Linked DNA regions of Sus scrofa: regions 2, 3 and 4 are each linked to region 1. Evidence: chromatin contacts called from public Hi-C and HiChIP or PLAC-seq data. All regions are on one chromosome and are shown on one strand. The core of a region is the stretch at or near the end of the contact, and the rest is flanking DNA. Distances in the headings are between cores, read along the strand shown.

The links. Hi-C and Micro-C count contacts between places; a contact is called where the count stands out from the background. HiChIP or PLAC-seq counts read pairs in DNA pulled down with a chosen protein or histone mark.
Region 2: a contact with region 1 is called in a Hi-C map of skeletal muscle, with 3 times the contacts expected there. The contact joins the enhancer-like site here to the promoter of RNF150 in region 1. A contact is called at or near these places in 18 of 47 Hi-C or Micro-C datasets (alveolar macrophages, brain, embryonic fibroblasts and 9 more) and 1 of 2 datasets of contacts at active chromatin or transcription factors (skeletal muscle).
Region 3: an H3K27ac HiChIP or PLAC-seq map of skeletal muscle shows a contact between it and region 1, with 16 times the contacts expected there. The contact joins the enhancer-like site here to the promoter of RNF150 in region 1. A contact is called at or near these places in 1 of 5 promoter capture datasets (liver), 23 of 47 Hi-C or Micro-C datasets (adipose tissue, alveolar macrophages, brain and 13 more) and 1 of 2 datasets of contacts at active chromatin or transcription factors (skeletal muscle).
Region 4: an H3K27ac HiChIP or PLAC-seq map of skeletal muscle shows a contact between it and region 1. The contact joins the enhancer-like site here to the promoter of RNF150 in region 1. A contact is called at or near these places in 1 of 5 promoter capture datasets (fetal skeletal muscle), 5 of 47 Hi-C or Micro-C datasets (embryonic fibroblasts, fetal liver, fibroblasts and 2 more) and 1 of 2 datasets of contacts at active chromatin or transcription factors (skeletal muscle).

What each region holds. Positions count from the first base shown.
Region 1 is chr8:86,086,611-86,089,419 of Sscrofa11.1, forward strand. It overlaps RNF150 (RING finger protein 150), which reads left to right and starts at 1,328. Exons shown (of 8, transcript XM_021101554.1): 1 at 1,328-2,572. The coding sequence starts at 2,074.
Region 2 is chr8:86,274,160-86,276,996 of Sscrofa11.1, forward strand. RNF150 (RING finger protein 150) reads left to right here. Exons shown (of 8, transcript XM_021101554.1): 6 at 763-859. Among named protein-coding and RNA genes, the nearest start is that of TBC1D9, 130 kb to the right of the region's middle. Within about 2 kb of position 1,337, at least 6 of the 83 cell types and tissues checked have an H3K27ac peak or open chromatin away from gene starts, as enhancers often do. A contact at or near this core is called in fetal skeletal muscle and skeletal muscle, where this site is marked.
Region 3 is chr8:86,339,055-86,341,990 of Sscrofa11.1, forward strand. No RefSeq gene overlaps it. Among named protein-coding and RNA genes, the nearest start is that of TBC1D9, 62 kb to the right of the region's middle. Within about 2 kb of position 1,532, at least 13 of the 83 cell types and tissues checked have an H3K27ac peak or open chromatin away from gene starts, as enhancers often do. A contact at or near this core is called in adipose tissue, fetal skeletal muscle, omental adipose tissue and 1 more, where this site is marked.
Region 4 is chr8:86,310,948-86,313,962 of Sscrofa11.1, forward strand. All of the region lies in intron 7 of RNF150 (RING finger protein 150), which reads left to right. Among named protein-coding and RNA genes, the nearest start is that of TBC1D9, 90 kb to the right of the region's middle. Within about 2 kb of position 1,709, at least 2 of the 83 cell types and tissues checked have an H3K27ac peak or open chromatin away from gene starts, as enhancers often do. A contact at or near this core is called in skeletal muscle, where this site is marked.

The sequences.
Region 1 (2,809 bases), core at 78-2,577:
ACCAAGTTTTGTGGCTGGAAGAAAATCACTAAGAGATAGAGAGATATGGGGAACCACTTTGGTTTGTGAGGCATCTGTACAAAACCTCACTGGGCTTTTTTAGGCAAAGGACACTTCCCTCAGATCTCTGGTGGTTCAGAAACGAGCAGCCAGGCAGTCTCCACTTTTACCTTCTTGGTTTTAGGCACTATAAAAAGCACTGTCCCAATTGCCTAGAAGCCTATTTTCTAAAATGACTAAGTTTAGGGAAACACACAAATCCAGCACATCCAATACCATAGGGACAAATTCCTCTAAGTGGTTCTTCTTGTGCCTGCTTCTAATTTGGGTACAGCTGGGAGTCTTTGCTCTCCCCTAACAGCTACCAGCTATTTGTACTGCTGCTGGAAAAAGAGCAGTTGTGCTGATGGACAGCCATTAACAGATTTCTGTAAACACACTAAAGTCCTGGGGAAAAGGTGGACGTTTGTTTTCATCATGAAGTGGGTCCTCGGAGTGCTCTGTGCCAGCTGGGAAGTAAAATGTGGGTGATTATGAACCATCAAGCAAATTGTTTTCGAGACTACAGGGCAGGTATCTCAAGCTAAGGAACATGACCGTGTGAAAAGATAACAACCAGTCAAACATTAGTTGGTAAAGACCTATGCTACATCACAGTTTTAAGAACACTACTCTAGAGGGGCTGTACGCTCTGTTGACTAGTTGTGATCTCTATGCCAGACTAGACAATACACTGTAGACAATAATAACCCAAACAAACCTGCTTTGCCTATTGATACTAAGTCCTCTGTTACCAGTCAGAACAACCAGAATAAGTAGTGAGGAAATATCTCACCTGATCTCTTTCCTTATAGAGTCAGAAAACACTCATTCTATAGGAAAACAAATGTCACATGCTTGCTGCCAGATGGTAAGAAAGAAGCCCATTTCTATACTCACCCTAATATAGAGTGGTTCCTAGATAAGCAGCGTCAGCATAACCGGGAAATTCATTAGAAAAGCAAATTCTGGAGCCCCACCCCAGAGATACGGAATGGGTAAAGGGGGCGCAGATGTACACTTCGACTTGACAGGCACTGTTCTAGATAGTCCGGGCCTGGTGCTGGAAAGAACCTCGCTACCAACTAGCCTTACCCGCTGGCCCTAGGACGGGTAATTAGGGAGCTCACCGCAGTTCCTCCTGCAGTTCGGAAAACTGACACACACATTTCTCTACTTTTACAGCGCAGGAAGCAAGAGGCGCTTCCTTTTTTGCCTCCACCTGGACCAAGTCGCTGATTGGTTTGAATTTGAGACCCGGCAGGGGTCGCTGCTGCCCATAGAGAGAGACCAAGGGAGCGTGGCACGCGAAGCCCAGTCTTTGACATCACACTAAGCTCCTCCTTGCACACACTAGACACACACACAAACATATACAGACACACACACACGCAGACGGCGTACTTCTCTCCGGCCGCTTGCTCCCGCTACCCGCGAGCCGGCCCCTCCCGAGGCAAGTGTGTGCCGGGCGCAGCCAGCAGCGCGGCTAGGAGCGGAGCGCCCTCAGCCAGAGGGACTCGCAGCAGTGTCGGCCGCCGCGCCCGGAGCGGGACCCGCTCGTCAGAGCGCTCAGCGTCAGCGGCCGGGACACCTTGGCGGCACCTCCGGCTGGAAGCAGCCGCCCCCGCCCCCGCCGGGGCTGCAGGACGCCAGGCCGCCACCCGGCACGCTGTTGGGCCCCCTGCCACCTCTACGAAAGCAGGAGAAGCCGGGCGAAGGAGCAAGACGCTCGGCAGCTGGACTCTGTCGCAAGCCCCTAGCGCCCCCTCATCCTGCGCCCTTTCGGCGCCCGCAAAGCGAGATGCAACCGCCGCGCTCCGGCTGAAAGGGGAAGGGGCCGCAGCCATCCGCTTGCCTGGAATCCGGTCCCCGCGGCGGCTGCGCGTCCCGGCCACGGCCCCTCGGGCCCAGGAGTGAGCAGGAGCGGTAGCAGGAGGAGGAGAAGCGGCCAGCCCGGGGTTGGCCAGGGCCAGGGAGGAGGGACGGCGCGGGGGGAGCGCGCGGGGGGCGGGGAGGGGGACCCGGCGGATAAAGATGGCAATGTCTCTCATCCAAGCGTGCCGCAGCCTGGCTCTCTCAACATGGCTGCTTTCCTTTTGTTTCGTGCATCTGCTCTGCCTGGACTTCACCGTGGCCGAGAAGGAGGAATGGTACACCGCCTTTGTGAACATCACCTACGCGGAGCCCGCGCCGGACCCCGGGGCTGGGGCGGCGGGCGGCGGCGGCGGCGGCGGATTCGCCGCGGAGCTGCACACGGAGAAGACCGAGTGCGGGCGCTACGGGGAGCACTCGCCCAAGCAGGACGCCCGCGGGGAGGTGGTCATGGCCAGCTCGGCCCACGACCGCCTGGCCTGCGACCCCAACACTAAGTTCGCCGCCCCGGCCCACGGCAAGAACTGGATAGCCCTCATCCCCAAGGGCAACTGCACCTACAGGGATAAGATCCGGAACGCCTTCCTGCAGAACGCCTCCGCCGTGGTTATCTTCAACGTGGGCTCCAACACCAACGAGACCATCACCATGTCCCACGCAGGTAAGAGGCTCGGCGGGCGCGGGGCGGGGGAGGGGAGCCCGAGAAGGATGGAGACGCCGAGAAGGACCCAGCGCCCGCCTCTCCCTCCTAGCTCCTTTCTGGAAAGTCTGTGCTTTGCGAAAGCCGCGTTTCTGTTCCTTGAACCTACTAAGTTTTGCTATGTGTTACTTCGTGGGGTCTCCAAAGAGTGGGCTAACTGCATGGGATGCGGGGAGGAACCAGAGAGTGTGTTCCATT
Region 2 (2,837 bases), core at 87-2,586, 190 kb after region 1:
CTGACTCATGCAGTCCCGGACCCCTCTGAGGGGTTCTTATGAGCCAAGTTGAGAGGAAGTTTCGTTAGGAACCCCCACTCCCGCGCCTACGAAATGCCCCCGTTCTCCTGCCACTCGGAGCGAGGCTCCTGAGGGCTGGTGTGTGAGACAGCAGTAGCGTTGGGCACATCAGCTGTACAAACGGTAAAGCTTCCAGTCCCTTTCCCTCTGGCTTCCAGTCCCTTTCCCTCTGGCTTCTGACAGCCATCAGGCATAACAATTTAAAATGTCCCTTGTGCTGTGAAATGCTTCCGGGAGTTCTTCTGCCCTTTTGCGTGAGACCCCAGATATCGACGGAAGTGAGGCTTTATTTTGCAGTTGTCTTCCAACTGTGAGAGAAAGAAATTCTGGATTGATTTAAAGGTAGCAACTCTCAGGTTATCCTGAAAGATCTGTGCATGTTTCCCCACTTGCCTTCTTTCCATTAAATGTTCTTCCTGGCCAGAAAGAGAGAAATGTCACTCTTTCTACATTCTCTACATTTTCTGAAACGTGGGAGACTCAGCTGCGAATCATAGAGGACCCTCCTGGGATTCAGACAGATGTTGATGTATCACCACAGGGTTGTGCAGGAAGCGCTTTGGCCCAGGTGTTCGGAGCTTTAGGTCCGAGTCTTGGATCTGCCACTAAGCAGTGGGTGACCTTGGACAAGGCTCTGGGCTGTAGTGGACTAGGTGGTCTCCGCAGTTACCACCGCACTAAGATGTATGGTTCTCATTGCAGGCATCTTTTCCACAAGTCCTGTGTTGACCCCTGGCTTCTAGACCATCGCACCTGTCCCATGTGCAAGATGAACATTCTTAAAGCCCTAGGGATCCCGGTAAGCACAGCCCAGCCTCCAGCCTCGTAATGTCTGTCTTTCTGCATTACCCGCAAAGCAGGGAGGAAACATCAAACCTGGATTTTCTGTGTCTCCTTAGTCCCACAGCAGAGGCGTCATCTAGTGAGAGCCTTCCCACATCTCAACACGTTCCTCCTCTCACTTTTTCTCAGTCTGAGCACCTCTCACCATGACCATTGTATTTGTCCGTGAGTTGAGACGCCACCCCCAGCAGCTCTAAGCTCCCCTCCTGGGCCACAGTGTGTGAGCAGGTGGGGTACTGGCAGGGGCCTCCTGGGGCAGCCGTACATCAATGACCTCCTGTTCTTGGCCCTGCATTGTCCTCGAGCAGACCCGCACCCCTCATTTCTGGACATTGCCCCTCAATCACCCGGCTTCCAGAGGAAAACGCACTCTCCCAGCAAGGGGAGGGGAGGCCAGCTGCTGGAAATCTGGCTCAGGGCCTCTGCTGAACTCAGATCTCTGTGGAGAACTTGAGCAAAAGCAGGAAACCAGAGCCAGAACCACTTGATTCTAGTGCTACCGTGAGGCTGGCGCCCTCAGATATGTGTTTTATCAAATTTAGTCTCTCCCCCAACGCAAAGAGAGTCCTCCCCACCCGCCCAGCTGGCCGGCCTGATGCTCCAGGGAAAGACTTTGCCAGAACCAGACCAAGCAGAGGCCACAGGCTACGTTAGTGAGTGACCAGCTGCTGTGATGAGGGCAGGAAGCAAGCCAGGCCACCCGATCGGCGGGCCACAGAGAGAGATGAGGGAAAAACACAGGCACTGTCTGAAAGAAGCCCGACAAACAGGATACAGAGACCTGCCTCCCCTGCCCCCCTCACTTTGCTACCACCTCCCTCTTGTCACTCCTCATGACTAATGGCAAAGAATAAATAGAATATTTAAAGTCCTAAGATGTCACTGCAGAAGAAAGGATCAGATCAGATATCAAAGGCTTTCTTTAATGCCAAAGGACTAATTATCCGGGAAGATCAGAGTGACTGTTCGAGAGAACACACCTGCAGGTCATGGGTTGGCTGAATTTTCTACCCCGTTCCAGCTGCCTCCATGCCAGCTGTGTGCTGATGTTTTGCAGTCGATACACCAAACACAAATCAACTCGTGTGACTATAGCTTTGAGCTAGCTTTTGAGAAGCAACGCATTCTATTCTGAGACTGGAGTTGTAAATACGTACTACACTCAAGGTGAAAATCAATGACAGTGAACATGAAACCTTAGTAAAAAAACCCGATATCTCGATCAGATATAGTGACTTAGAAAATTAAACTCAGTGTTTTCTTTTTTTTTTTTTTTTTTTTTTTTTTTTTTTTTTTTTTTTTTTGTCTTTTGTCTTTTTAGGGCCACACCCTTGGCCTATGGAAGTTCCCAGGCTAGGGGTCTAATCCGAGCTGTAGCTGCTGGCCTACGCCAGAGCCACAGCAACACCAGATCTGAGCCACATCTGCGACCTACACCACAGCCCACAGGAACACCGGATCTTTAACCCACTGAGGGAGGCCAGGAATCAAACCCACAACCTCATGGTTCCTGCACCATGACAGAAACTCCTAAACTCAGTGTTTTCACATTTCACATTTCTGGCTCTAACTGGTTCTTACCAGGGAGGAGGAAAATGTATGTACCTACGAGTGCTTGTGTGTGTGTGTGTGTGTGTGTGTGTGTGTGTGTGTGTGTGTCAGATTGGTTTCCAAAATCTTTTTTTTGTTGTTGTTTTTTTGCCATTTCTAGGGCCGCTCCTGCGGCATATGGAGATTCCCAGGCTAGGGGTCTAATCGGAGCTGTAGCTGCCAGCCTATGCCAGAGCCACAGCAACGCAGGATCCGAGCCTCGTCTTCGATCTACACCACAGCTCATGGCAACGTCAGACCCTTAACCCACTGAGCAAGGTCAGGATCGAACCCACAACCTCATGGTTCCTAGTCGGATTCATTAACCACTGAGCCACGACAGG
Region 3 (2,936 bases), core at 282-2,781, 250 kb after region 1:
TTGGGCCGCTCCCGCGGCATATGGAGGTTCCCAGGCTAGGGGTCCAATCGGAGCTGTAGCCGCCAGCCTACACCGGGGCCATAGCAACACGGGATCCGAGCCGCGTCTGCAACCTACACCACAGCTCACGGCAATGCTGGATTGTTAACTCACTGAGCAAGGGCAGGGATCGAACCCGCAACCTCATGGTTCCTAGTCGGATTCGTTAACCACTGTGCCACAACGGGAACTCCTAGTTCTTTTCTGATAATCCCTTCTAAACCAATGTCAGGAGCCCAGCTCATCCCCTTGCCTTGGCTGAGTGCTGCACTGCACCGGATCAGGGAGAGGGGTTGGTGGGTGAGCACGTGAATTATTTTTCTCTGTGATAATTTCTATGCATTGAAGAGTGAGGGTGCCAGGTGAGGAGAAGTGCAGTGACAGAGAGAGGTTTCATTATTTTTGAGACATTTTAGAGCAAGAGTTGCATCATCGTTCATGACCCGACAACAGGCAGGGTCTCCCTCACCTCTCACGGTGACTCTTTGTTCTTGGCCAGAAGAATAAGGGGCAGTGAGGAGTCCCCTGGTGGCCCAGCGGGTTGAGGATCCAGCATTGTCACTGCTGTGGCTCAGGTTACTGCTGTGGCGCAGGTTGTATCTCTGGCTTGGGGAACTTCTACATGCCGCAGGTGCACCCAAAAAAAAGGAGTAAGGGACAGGAGTTGTCTTGTGACACAGCAGGTTAACGATCTGATGTTGTCACTACAGTGGCCTGGTTCTGGGTCTGCTGTGGCGTAAGTTTGATTCCCGGCCCAGGAACTTCCACAGGCCACCGGCAGGACAAGAGAAAGAAAGAGAGACAAGAATGAGAGAAAGGGGTGTTCCCGTCATGGTTCAGTGTTCACGAACCCGACTAGTATCCGTGAGGATGCAGGTTCGATCCCTGGCCTCGCTCAGTGGGTTAAGGATCCTGAGTTGCCATGAGCTGTGGTATAGGCCAGCAGCTACAGCTCCAATTCACTCTTAGCCTGTGAACCTCCATAAGCGGTAGGTGCGGCCCTAAAAAGCCAAAAGGAGAGAGAGAGAAGGAGAGAGGGTGGAAGGGAGGGAAAGAAAGAAAGAAGGAAAATGGAAGGAAAAGAAATGAGGGAGGGAGGAAGGAAGGGAGAAGTTAAAAAAATAAATAAGGGACAGTGAGCTTTCCGCTGTGCCATCAAAGACCAGGAGGCTCTCTGCACCACCCAGTGCCTAGATTCCCCTTCATCAATTTTGTAGCCACACACCCTGCACCGGCAGGATGTCGCTAAAGTCTCCAACGGGGTGGGGGTGGGGGGACCCTGTATTTGCTGGCAGCCTGGAAGGTGACAACCTCCCAAAGTCCTCAGACCTTTCTGGTGTGGAAGGCATTCCCACCCTGTCCCTGCAGGAACAGCCAGAGGGTCTGATCAGAGTCAGGACGCACCCCCGTGGCCCACAACTTGGCTCCCTCTCTGTGCCTCCCTCTAACGTTCCTGGCTTTTTTGTTCTTAAGGATCATTTACCAAACAGTCAAGGGAGAAAGCAGAGCCAGCTTTCCTTGGCGGGCACGGCCCTTGGTTGCCATGAGAGCTGTATACACAACACAGCTGTCGTTGGAATTATACATCTAATGGGAATCGAGTCTCTCAAATCGCTAAGGAAAAAAAAAAAGTCAGAGTTTGGGAATAACATCAATATCTATAAATACATGTGAGTGCAGAGAACTTAATTACAGAATTAAGAACACGATAGAGTTAGGCCTGGAAATCAGACTGAGCCCTGACCTGATGTTATGACCAAAACCCTGTCCATCTAATGAAACAGCCTTTCTCGAAGGTCGGGGAAAATGAAAAGTGATCCGTTTGTCTCAAGCGCTCTCTTTTGTATTGTCTGTATTTGAAATGAGGAGGAAGAGAAAAGGGAGGACATGAATTAGGACCAGAGTTAGGGCTGGAATTTGGGTTTCCTGACCCCATTGTTGCACAGATCCTTGGGCTGCACCACACTGTGTCCATAAATGGACGGGCATCTCCATCAGCTCAAAAGTCCAGGGATGGAGAGCAGGAAAAGCTGAAAGTTGGATAGTATTAGATCGAGAAGAAGCTTGTTGTAGAGTCAGGCCCCATGCCCTGAACAGGAGCCATTGTAACCTGGAAACAGAATTAGGATGGACACAGGGTTCCCGTCGCTGCTCAGCGGTTAATGAACCCGACTAGTATCCATGAGCACGCAGGTTCGATCTTTGGCTTCAGTCAGTGGGTTAAGGATCCGGCGTTGCCGTGAGCTGTGGTGTAGTCACAGATGTGGCTCGGTCCCCCATTGCTGTGGCTGTGCTGTAGGCCGACAGCTATAGCTCCAATTGGACCCCTAGCCTAGGAACCTCATATGGACCCTTGGCCTAGGAACCTCATATGCCAAGGGTTTGGCCCCAAAAAGATTTAAAAAAAAAGAATTAGGATGGACACGACCACAGTCTCTAAGCAGGAACACCCTCCCGTACACCCACAAGGTCAGTCCCGGTGCCTGCTGGCTAATTTAAGCTGGCTAGGAAGCTCCTTGCCTCACCATCTCAAAGTGAGTTATTCCCTTTCTGCACTCACTCCTTCAAAAAGAAATGAAGGCAGCAGCCTGCCCTTCTTCTAGCCCTCCTCTGACACTGAGACTCGCTTGGCAGAAGGTGTAGCAGTGGGTTTGTTTTTCATATATTATGGGGGACCAGATGTCCAGAGAAACTCCTCCAAACTACAGAACCCTTAAAAATATTGGACATTTTTTTTAATCTCCCTTAAGGAGAGTAGCTAAATTGATGGGAAAGTAAGAAAAATCCTTGGAGGCCAGAAGCCATAAGAAAATACTACCCAGAAGGGAGATGAAAACCAAACATGGAATTTCCCCAGGTGAATATGCTGCTCCCTCATGGTCTAGAGATCCACAGTT
Region 4 (3,015 bases), core at 459-2,958, 220 kb after region 1:
TAGTCCTAAAAAAGAAAAAAAGAGAGAGAGAGAGTATGGCATTGTTTTAAAAGTTTGCATGTGGTCATAAAGGGGAAATAAACAGTTGGAAAGAGCGGTTTTAGGAGTTAGAAGACCTCAGCACTGACACAAGCCTTGTTCCATTGGACCAGCGTGTGGCAGTGGGTTGCTTCTCCGCCTCCTCGCTTATAAAGCAGGAAGGATGGGCTCCTCTGCCCTCACACAGCTCAGCAGCAGCTCTGCTTTGTCATTTGCACCATTAATAGACTGTGTTTTATTAAGGGTTTCTCTTAATAAGCCCAGACATTGGGAAGAATGCTTTCTATCCAACATCTTATTTGATTGACCAAGCAAGTGATGAAGTAAACGCTAAGGCTCTTCTAGCTTTATCTGCTTGGTTCTGAAGCAAAGTGAAGGAGGCACAACAGACTAGAGAGACAGTGGTTTCTCTCCCCAAGGAGGCAGAATGGAGACCAATGTCTGGCCAGCATCATGGCCCCCCTCGTTCTCTCTGCCCTTTCCTGTCCCCTTGTTGAACAGCTAACCTCATTTGTATCTCCTTTATTCTCACCCAAAAGTCATGCCAAGGAATTCCCATTGTATGGCCAAATACTGATTAAAATTCTAGCTTTTGACAGTCCTCTGTGGCTCAGTGGGTTAAGGATCCAGTGTTGTCACCACAGCGGCTTGGGTTGCTGCTATGGCACGGGTTCAGTCCCTAGCCCTGGAACTTCCATGTGCTGCGGGCACAGACATAAAAATAAAATTAAATAAATAAAATAAAATAAAATTATGAGTTTTGCTGTAAACACAGAGAGCTGTAAATTGCATTCTGTGAGCCATAGAAATGGGTTAGGTTATGATTAGATAACATGCATGACTGATCCACTGCTCTTACTATAATAGGCTGCAGATCGAATCCATTAGGTTTTCCAGGAAGACGTGTAAACACATCCATCTAGGTGAATTTCAGTAATTTATTGTTGCGATACCAACTCATGCTCTGGGTCAAAACATCAGGCCTCTTTTCCTTAGCTCTGAGTGAGTCTGTCAGTTCTTGAGGGCTTATTAGTGCCACCACTTTGAGCTGCCTCCTCGGGCCCCCAAACACCAGGTTCTCAAACCAGCCGTGGGTGAATTATTTCTTGGAGGAGGTGGCAGCAATCTGAGGCTCTTCTAAACAAATGACTCGAGGGCTTGCAGTTTTTAAAACAGGCTTCTCCATGTGTTTTATGGAAAAAGAGGTGGTCACAATGGCCAGAGAGGACATACATATTAAAAACCTTCAATTGGCTGTGGTAATAGAACAGGTTAATGTAACGCGAGGCCTGCACATAGAGACCCGAATTGGCCCCTGGCCGTGCTGTGTCTCTAGTGTGAGCTGTTTATTTACCTTATCATTTGCTTAAACTCATCCTGTGGACTTGTATCTCAGCAGATTCACTGCTTAAAATGCTTCCTTCTTTTTGAAAATGTACGTGTAAGAAACTGTGTTCCTATTTCTGCGCCCCGCTCCCCAACCCCTTCCAGAATGAAGTAACCCCCTCCCCTACCTGCTATGTTCTGCAGCTTGACCTTTAAACGAGACCTTGCGTTTCCATCAGAGCCTGTTCTCTAGTTTCTTCTTGCGTTGGACTATCTTGTAACAGGGCGACACTTGCACAAGCAAGAGGAATGAGGCTGTCACATGGCAAAGAGGCTCTTTATGAAATGTCGATGCATCAACCTACATCCAGTCATGCTGAGGAAATAGAACATTACGGAAACAGTGGGGTAGTGGCCAGGGAAAGAAAAGGCACCTTTTGTACGTGAGGACAGGGATAGACAAAGAAGGAAGCTGGGAGGCTTCATGGGATAGGAATAAAGCAGGTTCTCAGTCAATATACTAAATACACTAAGAGCTTCATATTATCTGGCACAATATGTGCCAGACTCACTGTGAAGCGGAGCACTGTGTGGGTGTGTGTACACACAACCAAATCCCATTAGAGGCTACAAAAATAGGATTATCACTATTTTACTGATAAGGAAACTGAGATTATTTATTTTTAGCTATTTAAGCCAGTACTTTTTATACACAAATATAATTTAATCCAGCTATGTTACAGTTATGATGCTTTGGTTTAACATTCAAATCAGTTTTAGTACAGCCTGTCTTTCCAGCCCCATTGCCTATATTCAGTGAGACCAGTCAGGAATGTGGAAGTCACTCTAGGTATTTTAAAATAAGGGAATGTAATATGAGAAATTGATTACCAAAATATTGGGAGAAAATGAACATCAATCTTTACTTTGCACCATACATAAAATTTACTTGCAGTGGGTCATAGATCTCCACATGTGATATATCACTTCAGCAGAACAAAGGATAAAAAAATAACATGATCATCTGAATTGATGCAGAAAAAGCATTTGACAAAACCCAAAAACCCAGTCCATACATACACTAACAGTGAACAACCTGAAAGGGAAATTAAGAAAACAATCTCATTGGAAGTTCCCACTGTGGCTCAGAAGGTTAAGAATCCAGCTAGTATCCATGCGAATGCAGGTTCAATCCCTGGCCTCACCCAGTGGGTTAAGGATCCAGTGTTGCTGCGAGCTGCAGCATAGGTCACAGATACAGTTTGGATCTGGCATTGCTATGGCTGTGGCATAGGCTGGAGGCTGCAGCTTTGATTCGACCCTTAGCTTGGGAACTTCCATATGCCTCAGTAAGCACTGCCCCCCTCCAAAAAAAAGAAAAGAAAACAATGTCATTTACAATAGCATCAAAAAGAATAAAGTATTTACGAATAAATACAAGTATGCAGAAATAAGTACAAGGAGATGAAAGACTTGTACATTAAAAACTGCAAAGCATGGCAGAAAGAAATTTAAAAGGCAGAGATAAATGGAAAGACATACCTTATTCGTGGATTGGAAGATTTAATATTGTTAAAATGATGTTCATAGCAGCCAAAGCAATCTACAGATTCAATGCAATCCCTATCAAAATCCCAATGGAATTTTTTG